Regions from separate parts of the Mus musculus genome. Here all the other regions are linked to region 3. A link is a contact called in public Hi-C and HiChIP or PLAC-seq data. All regions are on one chromosome and are shown on one strand. The core of a region is the stretch at or near the end of the contact, and the rest is flanking DNA. Distances in the headings are between cores, read along the strand shown. Region 1 has its middle 26 kb from the start of Gm24707. Region 2 holds the start of Pno1 (partner of NOB1 homolog). Region 3 holds the start of Vstm2a (V-set and transmembrane domain containing 2A).

Region 1 (2,903 bases), core at 107-2,606, 870 kb before region 3:
AGCCTCAATGTTTTTATTCCTAAGCTAAAACAGCTAATGGAAGCCAAACAACACTCTTAGTTAACATGCTTAGAACAGTGCACATACCAAGTATTCCATAAACAGTAGTTTTGCTATTCCATGCAAGATAACTACTTAATTAAAAATACATCTTATATCATTAATTTCTCCACAAGTTAAGAGCATTAGTAAGTAGAAGAAAGATTTACTTAAAACAAATGCAACAAACCACATGAAAATGGGTTTTTGAGCATCACATCTGTAAAAGCACATTAATTTTACAGCATAGTCAGCTGTAAGACACATGCTATAGAAGTCAGTAGATATCTCTCTCCTTATAAAATTATTGAATAAAAAGAAAGGCAGATGGAAGGAACTATAATATATCCTGATTGAGGTAACTCAGACCCAAAAGGGCATGCATGCTATATACTCACTAATAAGTGGATATTAGGCACACACACACACACACACACACACACACAGTTCAAAATACCCAGAATACCCAAGATAAAGACCACAGAACTAAAAAACAAAACAAAAAACAAGAAAAAAAAAGAAAGAAAGAAGGAAAGAAACAAAGAAAGGAAGGAAGGAAGGAAGGAAGGAAGGAAGGAAGGAAGAAAGAAAGAAAGAAACAACAAGAACAACATCCACAAAAACAGTCTCTTCTCAAGTCTCTTCTCATCATTTATTATCTTATATCCCGACCATAACTTTTATACTTGGTGGAGAGAAACATGTGTTTTTTTTTTCTCTCTGCTTCATAAAATTATTGTCAGTCTATTGACCCCATACTTACATAAAAGTGTTATTCAGATCTGGGTTTGCATCTCGGATGTCAGAGAAGAGAAGTCTCCCTTGGAGCTATGTCAGTTTGGCTTCTGCATTGCTGTTTTATAGCCTGATGGATCTTTGATCCAGTTAATACTCCTCTGTGTTTTTCTCATGGCTTTTCTTGTTCTGCTGAATTATTCTGGGAGCATAATCATGGGTATTCAATTGAAAGCCTGAGCAATGGCTGAAAAAGAACATGTGCTTTCTCTGAATAGATGAATAAGTGAAGGAATTAGTCTTTAAGTATATGTCTGATAATGTTATTTACAATTCTACTTTGTTTCCTAAGCAGTTAAGAGAAGTACATTTAAATGAATTGCAGGATGGATCTGTAATATAAAGTTGCCTTGCTCAAAGTAAAGCTGGTGTTTTGACTTGCAAGAGAGTCTCCTTGGTAACTGCATATCTCTGACTTTCAAATGGACCTCTATTTGAATTTCCTCCAAGATGTTAGGCTGTATTGCTCATCAAGATAGGTGTTCATTACAATCACAGTGTGTCTAGATCCAAGGGGGGAGGAGAGTGGCACTTCTCTGGGTAACAGCTGTGAAGATGAACAGATGCTGTTGATTAGCTGTGCGGTGTTGCTGATTCTAAGTAATTGTTATGAGTATTGAAATGTGGCTGAAATGATACGCTTGGCAATATCAATTTCTGTAGTATCTCATTCCTATTCATCACATTTGTTTTTTCTCATGTTTACCCAGTTCATGGGAATTTTCTTTTTATGACTATTTAGATCCCGTTAGTCATCCCTTCTACTAACATACCAAGCCTTGGGTATATTTGTTAGTAAATGGTCATGAAGGAGAAATTGGGAAGGATATCTGCTTCTAAAACTGAAGAGTCAAAGATGGAATTCTTTGTGTCCTATCTATGTAGTCTTGAACAGAAATCCATCTAAGTGGTAACATGAGCACATCAATTTTATGACACTCAAACGTTACTTACTCTAGGATCAGGAGGTCACAACATTACTAAGGTATAAGACAAGGTGTGAGATTTAGTCTATGATTAAGGCAAACAGTGTGAAATCATTTACTTGATTGTGGACTACAGAGTCTGCTACCAAACAGATGTGCTCATGTTTGTCTTGTCAGAAGAGGGCATGAAGATATGTATAAGCACTGTAGACAGCAGCAATGCAACTTGTTGGAAGTGTCATGGAGACTTTCCTCTGACTAGTAAAACATTGCATTAAAGTATCTTTGTAATGCACTTATATAAAATGTAATGTATCTAATATCAGTAATTATTTTCAGACCCATGGCAAAGCTACATACAAAAGGATAAGGTAATATGCAGCCTTCATGTTTATGGTTCTTCTGACATCCACCTCCAATACATTTAATAAACACTCAAGGTACTATTTGGATTTGAAGCCAAGGGAAAGGCAATATAAAGGATTTGATAGACATTGGGTTTTAGATCCTGATAATTACTGAACTGAACGACATTTTGTACAGTTAATTGGTGATTATTCTGGCTTTATAGGTTAATAATTAAATTGATGCATTGTGTATCAATCTGGAGGTGCTTGCATCCTGTGATAAGGGTTGTTTATCATATAATTCTATGATACTATTGCTGTTTTATAAAATTCTTATATTTGGTTTTTAATTAATTAATTTATTTATTTACATTACACATTTTATTCCCCATCGCCATCCACCCTCCAACTGTTCCACATCCCATACCTCCTCCCCCACCCTCTGTCTCCCCATGGTGCCCTCCCCCACACACCCCTGACCTCTAAACTCTTTGGTGCCTCCAGTCTCTTGAGGGTTAGGTACATCATCTTTGAATGAAAACAGACCCAGTAGTCCTCTACTGTATGTGCGTTGGCTGTCTCACATCAGCTGGTATATACTGCCTGTTTGGTGGTCCAGTGTTTGAGAAATCTCATGGGTCCAGATTAACTGAGACTGCTGGTATTCCTATGGGGTCGCCCTTCTCCTCTGCTTCTTTCAGCCTTCCCTAATTCAACTATAGGGGTCAGCTGTTTCTGTCCATTGGTTGGGTGCAAATATCTGCATCTGACTCTTTCAGCTCTTCGCTGGGTCTTC
Region 2 (2,995 bases), core at 406-2,905, 950 kb after region 3:
TTGGGTCTCCCACACAGTCCATTTGAAGAGATTACACATTTGACAAATTTAGAAGCATACAGAAGTGTGTTCAGATTTTCACACCCAAAACCAGACCCCAGCAGGGCATGGCAGCACATGCCTTTAGGTCCCATACCCTTCAGATCTCTCCAAGTTCCAGGCTAGCTAGAGCTACAGAGTGAAGCCTAGTCTCAAAGAAAAAAAAAAGAAAGGAAGAAAGAAAGAAAAAAGAAAGAAAGAAAGAAAGAAAGAAAAAGAAAGAAAGAAAACAAAAATAAAACAAGAACAAAGCCACAAAGCCCCAGACTCTGGCTCTCACCCTATGTATGACTCTCGGCAAGTCCCATGAACATCTAGGATTTAAGTTTTCTCACCCCTGCCTAATCCTCCAGCACTCTCATGTCTATGGGTGTATATCATCTATGTCATACCTTAAGGAACAAATGATGTGGTATACGTTAAGCTATCACTGTGCATCTGATATATGGTATCAGCAAATACTAAGAACACAAACCAATGACCCTGCAGTAAACAAGGCAGCTAAAGTAGAACAGAAATGTATAAACTTCTGAAGAGAGCTTGAGTTCTCTTGAAAGCTGACTGGAACTGAAGTAAGAAGACAGCAGAGAAAGTGGCCTTCTCCAGAGACCAGAGCCACCAAAGATACTGGCAGGGGAAAAAAAAACCAAAAACAAAAAAAAACAAAAAAAAGGGAAACAAACACAACTGGGTCTCCTACTTGAAAGGCAGGCTTAGTCAAGTGTCTGGCCTTTATCCCTTAGGAATGCCGAGGAGGCTAGAATACCATAATAAAAGCATTGTGATATGGGAAAATTAATTTGGCACTGACACCGAAGATCTACTGAAAAAAAAATAAAGGAATTAATTTACATTTTTTTCTAAGTGGCACACGTTTCCTCCAAAAAGAGCACTTACACTGAAGAAAGTACCTACAATTACCACTTGTTTAGGCACTACCGTGTATCATTGTCTACTTTTATTAAGGCTGAAACTACGAAATGGTAGGCTACGAAATGGCTACCCTCTTCCTTACCCTGATTTCTACATTCCTTGATTTCAGGTTAAAGCGTATCTGAAGTCCCAAATGTTCTACAATCGGAGTAAATATCTTCATCCAGTTTTCTTTCAACGGTGTGTATCTGTTACCTGGGACGGGAATTTTCCTCGTTTCTTCTTTCCCAGTCTGCAATAAAAACATACACACTCAGGAGGCGACTGAGAGATGCGGGCCTAGGCGAAAAAACAAACAAACAAACAAACCCCCCAAAACAACAAAACAAAACAAAACCGAGAACCGACCCTTTCACCTGGACGCCCGGGCCCCGCCCCGCCCCGTCCCGTCCCGTCCTGATCCCCACCAGGAGCTGATCCCCGGAGAGCGGCGGGAAGACCGGCCTCTTCGCCGGCCGCGCCTCCTCCGTGTCCATGCGTCCGGCTTCTCCATCCTGTCCCGCCGCTGACGACTGCTCAGCCTGTCGTTTCTTCGCCCGGCGGCCCCCTCTGTGCGTGACGGGAGTAAAGCCGTCCTCCGTTCCGGTGCTTTGCGTCTCCATCTCGGCCAAGATCAATCCCGGCAAGTACGACTAGAGGAACACGTGCGTGGTTGTACAGCGCATGCGCCAGCCTCCACCAATCGATTTGAAGACACCACCCCTTTTCCTAGGCGGGGTCCATGCCAGGGGCCTAAGGCTGGATTGGTCCGCGTTTCGGAATTGCTGTCCTGGGATATGCCTGTTTGCTAATGTCTCCGTGCCCTCATACGCTCGCAGCCGAAGCATTCACAGTCTTTACTGTGTCTATGTAAAGTCGTTGTGGTAACGGCAGTAAATTAGCTTGTGCCATGTGTGGAGAAGCATCTGTTGCGGTCTCAGTAGCTCACACGGCATTTTCGGAGGCATCCAAGCCCAACTTGCTAAGGCTTCCGGGTAGAATGCGGCTAGGGAGGGACAAACTGCCCCTGATCTGTTTGCAGTCTGGTTACCAAGTTAGCGTTTGGTTGCATCTACACCATGTCCACCTTCGAGAAGCCTCAGATCATTGTCCACATTCAAAAGGGCCTCAACTACACAGTGTTCGACAGCAAATGGGTGCCCTGCAGTGCCAAATTCGTGACGATGGGCAACTTTGCCCGGGGCACCGGCGTTATCCAGGTGTACGAGATCCAGCGCGGGGACCTCAAGCTGCTGCGGGAGGTGGGTGCAGGCTTGGACCGTTTGGGTTTGCGTGATCTAGGGTCTGATTCCTCAATGCTCCAGCAGAAACAGAAAGGAGGTGACAGATTGAGAAATACTTCAAACTAGGCTCTCACTGCAGCCTCTTCCTCCCACCATCCTCCGTGCAGTCCGTTGCAAGGTTTCTGGGAAGTGAAGTTAACATTTCGTGGCAACGTTCTTGGACCTTATAGGCTGTTAGCAGTTGTCGTAGTCTACTAGTAGATATATGCAATAAACCCACATTTCATACAAGCAAAACCAAAGGAGGCACCGGGATACCTACAACAAAGTTGATGACGAACTAGTAAATACCACATCCTTTCAAGAAGTGTCAGTTCAATGCCTGATAGTCCCAGGCATGGGAATTGCAATGCCAGCTATATCATGGAGTTTATTTTCTGTTGGGGGAGACAGTCCAACAGCCAGACCAAGAATGCATACATACATGTAAACTCATCAAGATGAGTTTTCTAATGTGCAGGTCTATAAAAGTAAAAACAGATGCAGGACGAGTAGAAACTAACTAAAGCAAATTTAGAGTAGAGTATGAAGTTTCTTACAAAAAACAGCATGTGAGAAAGCTCAGTGATAATGGTGGAAGGTAGTTTATTATCTTTTTAAAAAAGAAAAACACGAGCTAGAAGTGGTGTTGCACACCTTTACTCACGGCAATCAAGAGAAAACAGCAGGAGAATTTCAGTTTGAAACCCTATCTGCAACAACCACAACCCCCGTAAAATAAAATAAAATACACATTCATA
Region 3 (2,700 bases), core at 1-2,500:
AAACTTCACTGGTTTCTGGTAGCATTATTAAGATTAATGCATATTTCCAATTACTAAGGAAGACTATATGTCTATCTACATAGGAAACTATAATGAAAATAATTTAAATTATTCGGTGATTTTGGATAAAAATAAAATTTAAAATGCAAGTTCATTGACCCAGGGTTGAGTTGGGCAAGAACTGATAGGAGTTTCTGAGTGTATTTGTTGTTTTAAGATTCTTAATTTTAAGAATACAGTATACAACTCAAGCTTTTCCAAAGCAAATGACTAGGCTTATTCCAAGTCCTGAAACTTACTGGAGGGTTGTGTGTGTGTGTGTGTGTGTGTGTGTGTGTGTGTGTGTGTGTGTGTGTGTGTCTGTGTGTGTGTGTGTGTGTGTGTGAGAGAGAGAGAGAGAGAGAGAGAGAGCCTGCTAAAATATTGTCTATTCACATAATCCTAAAGACTATTATGTAATTAATGTTATGCAAAAGGAACTGAACAAAACAAAAATAAATCTTGTAAAGAGGACCTTAATGATTTGCAAAACCCCTCCTCCACCCAGAATACTGTGGGAGGGAGGCAACGCAGGCAATGGGTATAAGCATGAAAAAGATGATACGCATAGCGTTATGGACTTTTCCTTCTGGAGCATTCTCTAATACATGACTTTTGTACTTTTTGTGCCTTCCATTCGCCAGCTGGAGTGATCTGGTGCCTGCATGAATGGCCTCTCCTGGGCTGTAAACTGCTTACAATACATTCTGGTGAAATAATAATAGCATAAGATCATTTTAGCTGGAGCAGTTAATAACTGGTTAAGCGCCTTTTTCCTCCGTGGGCTGTTTTCATCTCCCCAAAGCAGTCACTCCCAACCCACCCCACTCCTCCTCCGTCTTTAACAATGCCTCAACTTCCTCCTGAAATCCCTAACCCCTACCCCAGAGCAAACGCCAAGACCCTAAACCTGTCCTTCTCTCTTTGCAAAACGCCATCTGATCCAGCTAAACCCGAGCTGACTGATGGGAGTAAAGGCGGACTGGAGAGCAGAGATCTGCCAGGGCCCCGCATCCCCACCCCCGGCCGGCAGGTGCGCAGTCCCGGCGCTCAGAGAGTTAAAGGCATCATTGCAGCCATTAGAGGCAAAGTTGGGCGCCGCGCGAGCCCAGTCCGCGCCGCCCTGCGCCCGCTCCACTCGCCGCGGGCTCGCTGGGCGTGGGGAGGGCGGCGAGCACGCAAGCCGAGCGACTGACGTGGGACGAACTGCCAGGTAGCGGAAGCAGCCAGCCGGCGGCGGAGACACTTCACGGCGTGGCAACCCGGGTCTGTGCCTTGAAGCCTCCGGATCGCAGCCAGCTCGGTCCATCCCTCACTAGTCGCAATCCCCTGTGTCCAAGCTACTCTTTGCTATGAGCGGCAGCATGCGTGCAGTATCGCGCCCCAGGCTCTGAGAGCAGCCTGCGGACACGCTTGCCTATCTGTCTTTTTAGGTTTTGGGGCTCTGGGCTACACGGATGTGCCCCACTCCCTTGGCATGATGGGGATCTTTTTGGCGTCTGTTGGATTTATGTTCTTTTCCGTGTTATATGTACAACAAGGGCTTTCTTCTCAAGGTAAGTCGGTTGCTTGTGATGTGTTTGTGGTGATGCGTGTGTGTGCTGAACCAACTCGAAGAATGGACAGACAGCTGGAGAGTGGCTCAAACCAAGCCAATAGCGGGTTTAGATAGTATGAATAGTGTTCATTTGGGCTTTTTCTCCCAAAGTTTATTAATTGCAAGCAAGCCAGGTTTCCGAGAAACATCTAGTAGATGCAAGCCAGGTAATGATGGGTGAGTTCAGTGAGCACATACACAGGTGTGTGTGTGTGTGTGTGTGTGTGTGTGTGTGTGTGTGTGTGTGTGCATTTTCACTGTGCATGAAGAAGGCAAGCACTCAGGAATACAAAGCTGCTCTTTGGAAGGGGCTCCTCTCTGGAGGCAGAAAGCTGTAGTCCCCTTCTCTGGTCCCTGTGACTTCTTCCCCATGTGTTTACCAGAGGACCCACAAGGAGCTATGAATTGCATCATAAGAGGCAGCAGCCTGCTGGGCCCAGTTGTTCAGGACTTTGCAGGCTGCGGTGGTTGCTTCAACACCATGAGCAAATCACAGTTTTTGCCTGCTGAAGACTGCATCACTTCTGCAAGCAGAAATGCCCCAGTCCACTAGCTAATGTAAGCAGAAAAGCCTTTTCAGACGGTACCTTTTGAATAGTGTCCATTTCTATAAAACATAAAATGTTCACTTTAATTATTGCTCAATTTGGGGTTTCATAAAACAGTGAAAAGAGACACCCAGATTCACTATCTTTAAGAAAAGAGGAGAAAGTGGCTGTAATCATTCCTGCCAGCCTTTCAGTCACCCTCCTTTCATATGTGTGCCTGTGCTTGTCCTCTTCTCTCCCCCACAAATAAAAGGCTCCTTCTAGACAGACATCAGGTCTTTGCAAAGTACCCCTTGGATAAGCTAAGAACAATCGCCTTCTTAACAAAAAAACAAAAATTCCATGTTCGAGGATCCCTCTAGGGAGGGAGGGGATTTTATTTTTGTGACTTTCACATGGATCTATTAATCTTACAAGCTGGCAGTGTCAAGGTTAGTTGCAAAGGGGCTAGACGGAGTCTCTGTGGTATCTTTCAAATAATCTTTGATCTGATCTAAACATGCGATGTATGATTTT

What was found. A called contact is a pair of places that touch in the nucleus more often than the background predicts. HiChIP or PLAC-seq counts read pairs in DNA pulled down with a chosen protein or histone mark.
Region 1: a Hi-C map of cortical neurons shows a contact between it and region 3, with 5 times the contacts expected there. The contact joins the enhancer-like site here to the promoter of Vstm2a in region 3. A contact is called at or near these places in 6 of 39 promoter capture datasets (the HPC-7 cell line, embryonic stem cells, hippocampal neurons and 2 more), 2 of 484 Hi-C or Micro-C datasets (both in cortical neurons) and 1 of 115 datasets of contacts at active chromatin or transcription factors (SST interneurons).
Region 2: an H3K4me3 HiChIP or PLAC-seq map of embryonic stem cells shows a contact between it and region 3, with 4 times the contacts expected there. The contact joins the promoter of Pno1 here to the promoter of Vstm2a in region 3. A contact is called at or near these places in 2 of 115 datasets of contacts at active chromatin or transcription factors (astrocytes and embryonic stem cells).

The regions. Positions count from the first base shown.
Region 1 is chr11:15,385,120-15,388,022 of GRCm38.p6, forward strand. No RefSeq gene overlaps it. Among named protein-coding and RNA genes, the nearest start is that of Gm24707, 26 kb to the right of the region's middle. Within about 2 kb of position 1,357, at least 5 of the 459 cell types and tissues checked have an H3K27ac peak or open chromatin away from gene starts, as enhancers often do. A contact at or near this core is called in cortical neurons, where this site is marked.
Region 2 is chr11:17,209,934-17,212,928 of GRCm38.p6, forward strand. Pno1 (partner of NOB1 homolog) reads right to left here and starts at 1,656. Exons shown (of 7, transcript NM_025443.2): 1 at 1,380-1,656; 2 at 1,055-1,204. The coding sequence starts at 1,574. Wdr92 (WD repeat domain 92) reads left to right here and starts at 1,960. Exons shown (of 8, transcript NM_178909.4): 1 at 1,960-2,213. The coding sequence starts at 2,031.
Region 3 is chr11:16,256,492-16,259,191 of GRCm38.p6, forward strand. It overlaps Vstm2a (V-set and transmembrane domain containing 2A), which reads left to right and starts at 1,251. Exons shown (of 5, transcript NM_001290539.2): 1 at 1,251-1,595. The coding sequence starts at 1,517.